Regions from separate parts of the Gossypium hirsutum genome. Here region 1 is linked to region 2. Evidence: chromatin contacts called from public Hi-C data. All regions are on one chromosome and are shown on one strand. The core of a region is the stretch at or near the end of the contact, and the rest is flanking DNA. Distances in the headings are between cores, read along the strand shown.

Region 1 (5,034 bases), core at 1,766-4,265, 130 kb after region 2:
GAAAACTACCACATCCAAATCTCACTTTGCCGCATGTGCTTGGGGTTTGGTTCAAAGTCTTTTGGTCTTTCTTTGTGTTTAGTGCAGTCAGTTATTCAGGTGCATGTCCTAAAAGTTGCAAAAGTTATAAATCCTTCATCCAGAAAAACACTTGGCTCACCTTTCTAGGCGGGGTGGCCTGATAATATACCATATCATATGCCTCCAAAATTGGAGCAGAGGGACCCCTTTAGCTTTGGCATCTCTCCTCCATCTGAATTTTGGAGTAATGGCCCCTCTTTTCAATTTCCCTTTTTCTTCTTGGCAAAAGAACCTTTCCTCTATTACTCTCTCAGTGACTCTTAGATTCCATTAGACATTAGCTACATGGCTCATAAATCTGATTGCTATTACTCCCTATTGGTCCCACAGTGATAGACTAGTTTTTGGTAGAATAAAACATCTTAGGATTTGGTTGGAAAAATGAGCAATTTACTAGTTCAATCCATTCCAAGAATTAAAACTATGTTACTATCCTTTGTACCGTTATAAGGGAAGCTCCCCCATCTACACCCCACCAAGAGAAAATATGAGCTAATTGGCTGCTTGAGTTAATTTGACTTATTAAGGTCAGTGTTTATGATAATTTATTTCTTTTGAAATGGTTGATATAATTAAATGTAACTTAAAAAAATATGAAAATAATGTTGTAGACATGATTGTCACAATAACACATATTTATAATATTCATGTTTAAGATTTTGGAACATATAATGATTGTGTTATTTTTAATTTTGCCTAGTTGACAGAAAAATACAATATAAAACATTGATACACGAATTTTCAAATCTAAAGAATGCGTTGCTTCAAGGTTGACACAAGACAAGTTAGTATATTGTTTTCAGTAATCCAGATAATTGAACAATAATCATCAAACTATATTTCTGACGCTTGCAATACATAATGTCGTGTGCTGTCAACTTACAGGTATTGAGCATTCCCACGTTCTTGAATGAAGCTAACCATCTTTGAACAAATCTTTGCTTCTTAGATAAATTCTAACGTAAAAGCTGGTCCAGACAACTAGGTGACTACAACTGGTGGAACATAAAAGTTTAATACTGAGATACAGACATGAAATTTTGCAACGTGCATTTTCTTCTAAAGGAAATGCCAGTAGCAGATTCATCCTTGGTGTACAACAAGATCATGGTGTTCGAGTTAATTCTTGTTCACAGTGAGGAACGGTGTTTTGGATATGACATGAAAGCAAGTATGCCTAGTAGCGAGGACATGGAATTCAATGCCACCTTTAACACTTCTTCTGAACAACCTGGTTTAATCGTTATCTTCACCTGCAACATACCAAGCTCTAGGTTAACCTCAGGGTTAGACTTATTTAAAAGTTGTAGAAGGTTTTTAATTTACACAATTTGATTCACAAGAAACAAAACTAGATATGCCCCAATATTAAAAATATACGTACATAATGCCCATCCTGTGAAAACCAGAGCATTGAGTCAAATTTTGATATAAAATACGGACTGTGATAGATCCAAGAAATTAAGCCTTCTCAATGAACGGAAATGTACCGGTTGAGTTCAAAGAGCATGAATCAGCAAGGATGTGAACCCATTAACTCAAAACTTTATAGTAAACATATTTCCAAGCTGAAAATGTTCATATCTGAACTAAAGAAGGCAGTAATCTAATCAACGTGGATACTGCTACACTAATCTTCTTTCTGCCCGTCAATAAAAGGAATTCATGTTTGCTAGCCACAAAATTACCAACAATACACAATCCAAGAGCTAACAGAATTTCACATGCCAAAACTTTTAAAAGATGAAAAATAGAAGGGGTAAGTGGGTAAGTATATATATACCATTTGAAGGTAATCCTGAAATTCCTTTATCTTTCTAATGTGATCTTCATCCTCTCTGTGCGTATCCATAAGCTCCATACTGGAATCTGGTTCTTCCAACAATGTGGTTCCTGCTTCTCGATAGAGCTCATCCATTACATTGTTTATGTTATCTGATTCTTCTGTTTGCTCCCAAGATAGACAATTGTCATAGGCATCAGTATATTGGATTATCTTATGGATTGTGTCAAAAGACAGAGGGCTATTGCCACCAAATTTCATATGCTTGTTATTGACTAGGAATAAGAAGAAATGAAAAAGAAATGAATAAAAACTGAAGAAACAAGGAAAGAAGATTTTGAACGAGTTATGCAGGAGTAAGACCATACTCCATAGTCTCAAACAAAGGGCTCAGTGACAGGGATGTTTATGTCTATCTCAAGCAAATTTGACTTTGTTTTGCTTGAGAACCACAGAAAAACGTTTTTCATTGTAATATGAAGGACAACAAAAATCGGTTTTTTTAAAGCTTAGCAAATTGTGTAGCTGAAGGATTTATTACACAACAAAGGAATCTCTCTGTTATTGTGTAGCCTAAGGATTATGTACCAGAGATGGCTATTCAAATCTCCCATATCACAAAAAGTTCCTCCAACCACGCTAAAACTCTCCTTAGCATCTAGAATATCAATAGTGTGCAAAGCAATATACAATTTAACTAGTAAAATTTTACAAGTCACCATGAAATCCTCAGATTCTAGCGTAAAATGATTTTATTTAATCATACTCAAGATAGACTAACTTGGTATCAGAAAACAAATCATTCAAATACCTTGAATACAAAAAATAATAATAATAAAGTACCATGATTTATAATCCAGCCAGATAAAGTAGGAAAATGCATTGGGGTTCTTTCTTCTTTGCGGCATTCTGCCAATGGGAGTAAGTTTTCAGATAAATATTACCAGTTAAAATTGAAAAAAATTTAAGCCAAATGAAAATGTAACAGCTTACTAGAAGAACCAAGCGTATCAAGCGAATCCATTCTCGTCTAAAAAAGAAAAAAGATTGTTTGAATTGGACAATCCTACCTGCCCTTCAGCTCCATAGCAGTTTACTTACTTTTCATATTTTTGTCAGCCTATCTCCATGAAACATGCGCAAGTTACAAGTTTACCCCCTGATTTAAAATGATTTAACATGGGCTAGGCCCAAGAAAATTGCAATTCGAGATTCGAGATTTTATTGGTCTTCCTTTGAAAGCCCTCTTTCTTTTCCTTTTTCCCCTTATCCATTTTAACCGAGAGATAGTTTGATCAAATCTATATTGACATAAAAAGTAAAATTTTGAGTCATTAAATATTGAATGCAGTGCTAAGACACATTGTATTTTCAATAAAAGAACGGAGTTCGAATCTTAAAAATAATATTATTGAGAAAGACAATCCTGAATCCCAAACATAAAAGTACCAAAGAGAGAGTAAATTTTGAAGCTTTAAAAAATTTAGAATTCAAGAAAACATGAGTTGAATAAGATTTAAACTTAAAACACCCAAACTTTTAACTTAGAGTCTGTTTGATTGACGGAAATAATTTTTTGGAAAATTATTTCTAACTTTTTCGATGTTTGTTTGGCGGAAAATATTTTTCATTTAGAAAATCAACGGGTAAAATTACTTACAATTTAGGAAAAATGTCATCTCCTTTCAATTTTCCTAAGACGTTTTACTGGCTTTCCTCTCTATCGATTTTTCCAGTCCTTCCTTCTTCATTCCTTCATTTCTGTTAGAAAACTTCATTCTTATCTTTTTCCAGTAATCCCCCACTCTCCTCCTTCATTCCTTTATTCCTCTCTGTCGATTATCACCATGGTTTTCTGTGGGTTCGAACTCGTATTGGAACCTGGACGAATGGATATCGCAGCTGCTGCAGTGCAAGCCTTTATCGGAGCAGTAGGTAACGGATCTGTTTCAAATTTCCTCATTTGCGATTTGATCCATTTTTTGTTTAGTATTTTCTCTGTATGTGGTCAGATCCATTTTTTGCCACCGATCCATTTTTGTTTAGGAAGAAAATTTCTTCATTTTGACATGTGTTGTCCTGGTTTTGTTATTTTATAGTAATAAATTACAAGACATGGACTAAAATTCATTTTCCTCTTACACCATTTTCGAATGCCTAGTATCCTTCTGTCTGAATTTCCCTTTTCAAATGTAGGTGTTTTTGTGGTTTTTCTTTACCCCACACATATAGATACGAGATTATGATCCTTCAAATCCTTCAAATTGTAAGGAAAAACGAAACAATGATAAGATCTTTATTGAATTATGTTTTTGTTCCACTTGCTTTCACTGATATTGATTCGTTTGTTTGTTCGTTTGTTTGAAAATGTGTTGCCTGTTTTCACTGATAATGATCCATTTTGTTCGTTCATTTTCTCGTATGCTAACCATATTCAATTGACTAAAGAATTGGTTTTTGAGACTAGAAATTAATAGCCTCAAAATGTTCTTAGAGGGTAGAAATTAATAGCCTGAATAATAGAACGCTCTCTGTTAAAGAGCGAGGTGCTATAATTTGAGTTTTACTGAGATTTCTTTGCATATTTCCATCAACTTCATGTAAAAACGAAAGGTTTCATCAATTTAATCTAAAACTACTCCCCTACCATCTATATTTCAACAGATATATATTGACATACTAATTAGTTTATTTAGCATAGAAGATTTGCAAGGAAGTTGATATTTATTGACATACTAATTAATAACACACTAAAAAAGAGAGTCAAGAAGCTTGATCAACAGGAGAAGGGAAGGGAAGAAAGAAACATAGTGACAGTGCTGTAGTCTCAAGTAACACGACTACCTTCTTTTCCTCATAAACAAATTGCTGGCATATCTAAGAAGTTCTCCACTGCATCTCGAATTGAATCCGACTGTTCTTAGAGTCGATCAGATGATACCTTTCATTGATTCTTCTGTTATTCACAACATCAGGTAGGCTTATAGTAACATAACCCAAAGATTCCTGGTCATACATGTAAACAAGTATTATTATTCGAGTACACAAAACATGTATTTATATTTCAAACAGACAATGAGAAAATAAGCCTGTTATGCACCTTGGGATGCAGTAGCCCTATCCTGGAAGATGTACTGAACGCTTCGATGTGAATTTTATCATTCGTGGGT
Region 2 (4,671 bases), core at 964-3,463:
GATTTCCTTAATAAATTTTTAATTTAATTACTTACGTAACTCTAAACCCTAATTTAATTATTTTTTTAAAACTCATAAACACGAAACCTAATCCAATTTTGAAAAAATTATAATTAATTTAATTAAGAAACTCTAAACCTTAATCCCTTATTTGTTTAATTTTTTCTCCAAAACCCTAAAAATCTTAAAAACCCTAAACCCTAACCCTAATCCTAAAAACCCAAAACCTAACGTGGGGAGAAACAGGCAAAAAGCGTCCCCAAGGGAGAGCTTACGTGGCAACAAAACATGCCCTTGGAGGAGCGATTTTCGTCCACGTAAGCAAAGCGCGCCCTCAGGGACGCGATTTTCTGCCACTTCCCCTGACATCGCGCTGACGTGGACGCGATTTCAGGGAAAAGGGCCATTCTGGTAAATAATAAAATACCAGGCCAATTTCGATAAATTTATAAAAAAAGGGCTTTTAATGGTGTTTTGCCCAAAAAAATTAAGGTTGAATAAAATAGGTAAAAAAAAGCAAAAAATAAAGTTGCAATTTAAGTTTATTTGATAGGTAAAATAAGAAAGATAATTTTTTTTAACATTAACTTATTATAGGTTCTTATAATATATGCTCTTTCTTATGTTAAAGTATGTGAAAGTTATGTGAGTTTCGTTTGGTAACCTCCTATAGCTTAAGTTTGGCGACTGGACCGGGTAAGGAATGTTATAGGAACTAAATGAATAATTGGGAATGGAAAATCCACACACATAAAAAAAGATGTTTGGGTCCCCATGCAACAGAACTTATTGGTCCTATCTCTATGCCACAACATTTTTCGAGAGGCTAAAGTGTGTGCCTTCATTGATGTGAACCGAATGCAATGGAAAGAGGATCTCATCAAGGATGAATTTTCAAACGAAGAACTGGAATCCATTCTTAAGATCCCATTGATGAGGCCAGAAATTGAAGATAAACTAGTTGGAATGAGAACTCTAATGGAATCTACTCGGTTAGAAATGGATATTGATATCTACTTCGAGGGGAGAATAACTTGAGGCCACACAAATTTATTTGGAAATCAATTTGGAGAGCTAATGTTGGCAACAAGATTAAAGTTTTCTCGTGCAAAATTTGCAACAACATATTACCTTCCGATTGTGCTTTGAAGTCTTGTTTACAAGGTATAAACATTTCTTGCTTGAGATGTGGCTATGAGGTCGAGGACACATTGTACGCACTAAGAGAATGTCCTATTACTAATAGGGTAATGATGAAAAGTGATACCCCGAATAGGATGCATAATGGAGAGTTCTCAAGTAGAGTTGAGTGGATCAAATTGGCAGTGAGGGAACTTAAAAAAGAAGACTTCGATATATTTTTATTCCTTTTGTGGTCATTATGGATCTCTGAAAATGCTTTATTTTCATAAATGCTAAAGATTTTGATGCCAAAATTATTGAGAATGCCAAAAACCTGCATTGTATGTATATTACTGCAAATCTTAAAGGATTAGCAAGGGCGTCTGCCACCATGCAATTGGAAAGGAACAAATGTTGGCTTAAATAAGGTCAATTCTGATGCTAGTTTCCTTAGCTATTGTTGTAAAGGAGGCGTTGGAATTAACAAAAAAAAGAATATTTAATGTTCGGTTAATTTGGTTAATCGACTGAATTAACCGAAATATTTTGGTTTGATTAAATTTTTTTGAAAAAAATTCAGTTCGGTTAATGGTTAAAGGATTAAAACATTTGGTTAATACTAGTTCGATTCGATTAATCGATCAAGTAACCGTTTGAACACCTCTAATTATCCCTATTGTATTCACCAAGTTATTATGACTGATGCTATTAATATTTAATTGAAATCAATTTTATCCTTAAAAAAAATTAAGGTTGAATAAAATAGGTAAAAAGAAAAGCAAAAAAAAGGTTGCAATTTAAGTTTATTTGATAGGTAAAATAAGAAAGATAATTTTTTTTTATTTTTTTAACATTAACTTATTATAGGTTGTTATAATATATGCTCTTTTTTATAGAATACCTAGAATTATTCATACTCCTTTCTCAATCTTTAAATAGTTCCTATATTGACACAACAATATCAATACTAATCGAGCTAAAACTCAATCAACTTGTTTTTTTTTTGTTTTTTTAATTTTTATACTTTAGACAAATTGTTAAGCCAAGATATAAATCAAATACCTAGATTTCTAAGATTATATTTTTTACTCAGTCAAATAGAAACTTTAAAATAAAAATACAGAAAAATCCAGCTAAAGTTAAAAAAGAGGGATAAGAAAGAAGTTATATGGAAACCAAATCCAAGGAACAAAATCTGCCACTCCATGTTTTACTAATTATCAAAGAAAATTTTGTGTACCATAAATAACTACTTGATTCCCTCTTTCCTATCTCTTGTTTTAATTGTGGGATCTCTTTTCTTTTATTATATATATTATCTTTTATATATATGTGTGCGTGTTTTCATGCTGATCTATTTTCGTTGTTCTCTCCTTGTTGAAATCCAAAGGCTCTCTTTATCGTTCCTTCAATGGCAGTTGAAGCTCGGCATCTGAATATTTTCTCTTCTCAGTTCATCACCAATAGTCACAGGTGCTTGAAATCTTCTATATCCCTTTTCTTTCTTTCTTTTTCAAAAATGGGTTTAATTTATTCTCAAGTTTCTTTCCTTGTTTAACATGATCTCTTTCTTTTTTTTGGTTGTTGTAGCAGAGATTTTATTAAATCAAATCAAGGGATTGGGGATATATACAATACCCAGATGGATTCTTGTGTTCCTTTAATTGATTCAAATTCAATGCATGAAGGTTCACAACTTTTACCATTATATCAACCCCTCCTCTGTCATCCAAATATTTCAGCCAACAAAGCTGATAGCGGTCTTACAACTTACAACATGAGTATCCCAGTTTCAGCTCCAAGAAAAAGGTCTAGAGATTCATTCACCAATGGCTTTGATTCATATTCACTCCCTCAAAACAACAACCTTTCTGGTGCTTCCTCAGACGTTGATGATGATGTCTTCTCCCAGATCCAACAACAACATGATATTGACCGTTTTATTTCTGATCATGTAAGTTCCTTTATTATTATTTTTTTAAAAAACCAACTTTTGTTAGTACAGTTGTTTCCTTATGGTCAATTAAAATTGGTATGTTTTACACATTAATTACAGACAGAAAAATTGAGGTTGGAAGTTGAAGAGAGACGAAAGAGGCAGTCAAGAATGTTTATTACAGCGATCCAAGAAAGGGTGATGAAGAAACTCAAGGAAAAAGATGAAGAAATCCAGAGAATAGGGAAACTCAACTGGGTTCTTCAAGAACGGGTTAAAAGCCTATACGTAGAGAATCAACTGTGGAGAGACTTGGCACAAACAAACGAAGCGACGGCCAATTCCCTACGCAACAATCTAGAACAAGTCCTGGCACATGCGGGAGACAGCGGGGGAGGAGGTGCCGCTTTGGCAGATGACGCAGAGTCCAGCTGTGGCAGCAGCGACCAAGGGTGGCGCGAGGTGGTGACACCACAAGCACAGGGGAGTTGTGGGGCGCAGGATAATAATAAGGCGGTGGTTGTTGGGAACAATAATAGGAAGTGCAGAAAGTGTGGGGAGAAAGAGTCAAGTGTCCTGTTGCTGCCATGCAGACATCTATGTCTTTGTACAATGTGTGGGTCCACCATGGTAGGCACTTGCCCTGTTTGTCTTTCTCTTACCAACGCCAGTGTTCATGTTAACATGTTATGAACACTTGCTTTTCTTTTTATTTTTTCTTACAGTTGTTTAGTGAAACAAAATCAAGAAAAAGGAAATGCAAATATCTTTCTACAAATGGATCAAGAGTTTTACTTTGATGAATTTTGTATAACAAAAATGGTCAAAGTTACAGCTCTATTGTTCATTTACTGGGTCAAATTATGTAAAAAGAAATAAAGAATGGGTAAGTTAGATATGTTATAAATTTAGAGGGGAGGTGGTCATTCCTCGATCCATTCCTTTTTACTTTTTTGGTGTATGGAAATTAAAGGGTGGCCGCCACTCAAGAGAGCCATTGGCCCTTTGTTCTATGCCCCCACGGAAAAGGCAATGAGTGGGGTTACTCCCCTCCCATCACTTTACTCCAAACATCTTTGAATCATATCTAATTTAGTAACTTTTTCTTTTTCTAGTCCCCTTTAACTACTGAGTTGAAAACTTTTTCAATGTTGGTGAACTTAAACGATAAAAGTTTTCAAATTCCCTTTCTTCTAGTAATAATAATAATAAAACCTTAATTAATGAAGATCCAAAGCCCTCTTAGGCGAGAAAAATGAAAAAGAATTAACCACGACTTTGGTTTATACTTCACTTCTCAAATTGAAATTGAAATGAAATGGAATGATTGATTTCTCCCCATTCTTTTTCTTTTTCACCTATTGGAGTTTTGTCCGAATTTTCTTTTATATTATAAGGAGTTAAAAAGGCAGAGACATATCTAAAGCAAATATTTTCATTCACTTGTCAATGGTCTATTTTTATGATATAATTCCTCACAAGATTATCACAAAATAAACCCTTTTTTTTTAGGATGCTCTTCTTCCTTTCCCTTTTGTGTAAAAGAATTTTGAAAGGCAAACAAAGTAATTATGGGACTCCCCAACAGCCAAGGAATTAGAGCTAGCTATCAT

What was found. Hi-C and Micro-C count contacts between places; a contact is called where the count stands out from the background.
Region 1: a Hi-C map of leaf shows a contact between it and region 2, with 1.8 times the contacts expected there. The contact joins the promoter of LOC107901855 here to the promoter of LOC107901860 in region 2. A contact is called at or near these places in 3 of 34 Hi-C or Micro-C datasets (anther and leaf).

What each region holds. Positions count from the first base shown.
Region 1 is chrD06:53,157,792-53,162,825 of Gossypium_hirsutum_v2.1, forward strand. LOC107901855 (pyrophosphate--fructose 6-phosphate 1-phosphotransferase subunit alpha) reads right to left here and starts at 3,016. Exons shown (of 4, transcript XM_016828014.2): 1 at 2,858-3,016; 2 at 2,708-2,773; 3 at 1,865-2,025; 4 at 897-1,334. The coding sequence starts at 2,888. The coding sequence ends at 1,212. It overlaps LOC107901854 (a long non-coding RNA gene), which reads left to right and starts at 3,246. Exons shown (of 2, transcript XR_005914606.1): 1 at 3,246-3,799.
Region 2 is chrD06:53,024,980-53,029,650 of Gossypium_hirsutum_v2.1, forward strand. It overlaps LOC107901860 (BOI-related E3 ubiquitin-protein ligase 1), which reads left to right and starts at 2,214. Exons shown (of 3, transcript XM_016828019.2): 1 at 2,214-2,595; 2 at 2,716-3,076; 3 at 3,179-3,956. The coding sequence starts at 2,534. The coding sequence ends at 3,751.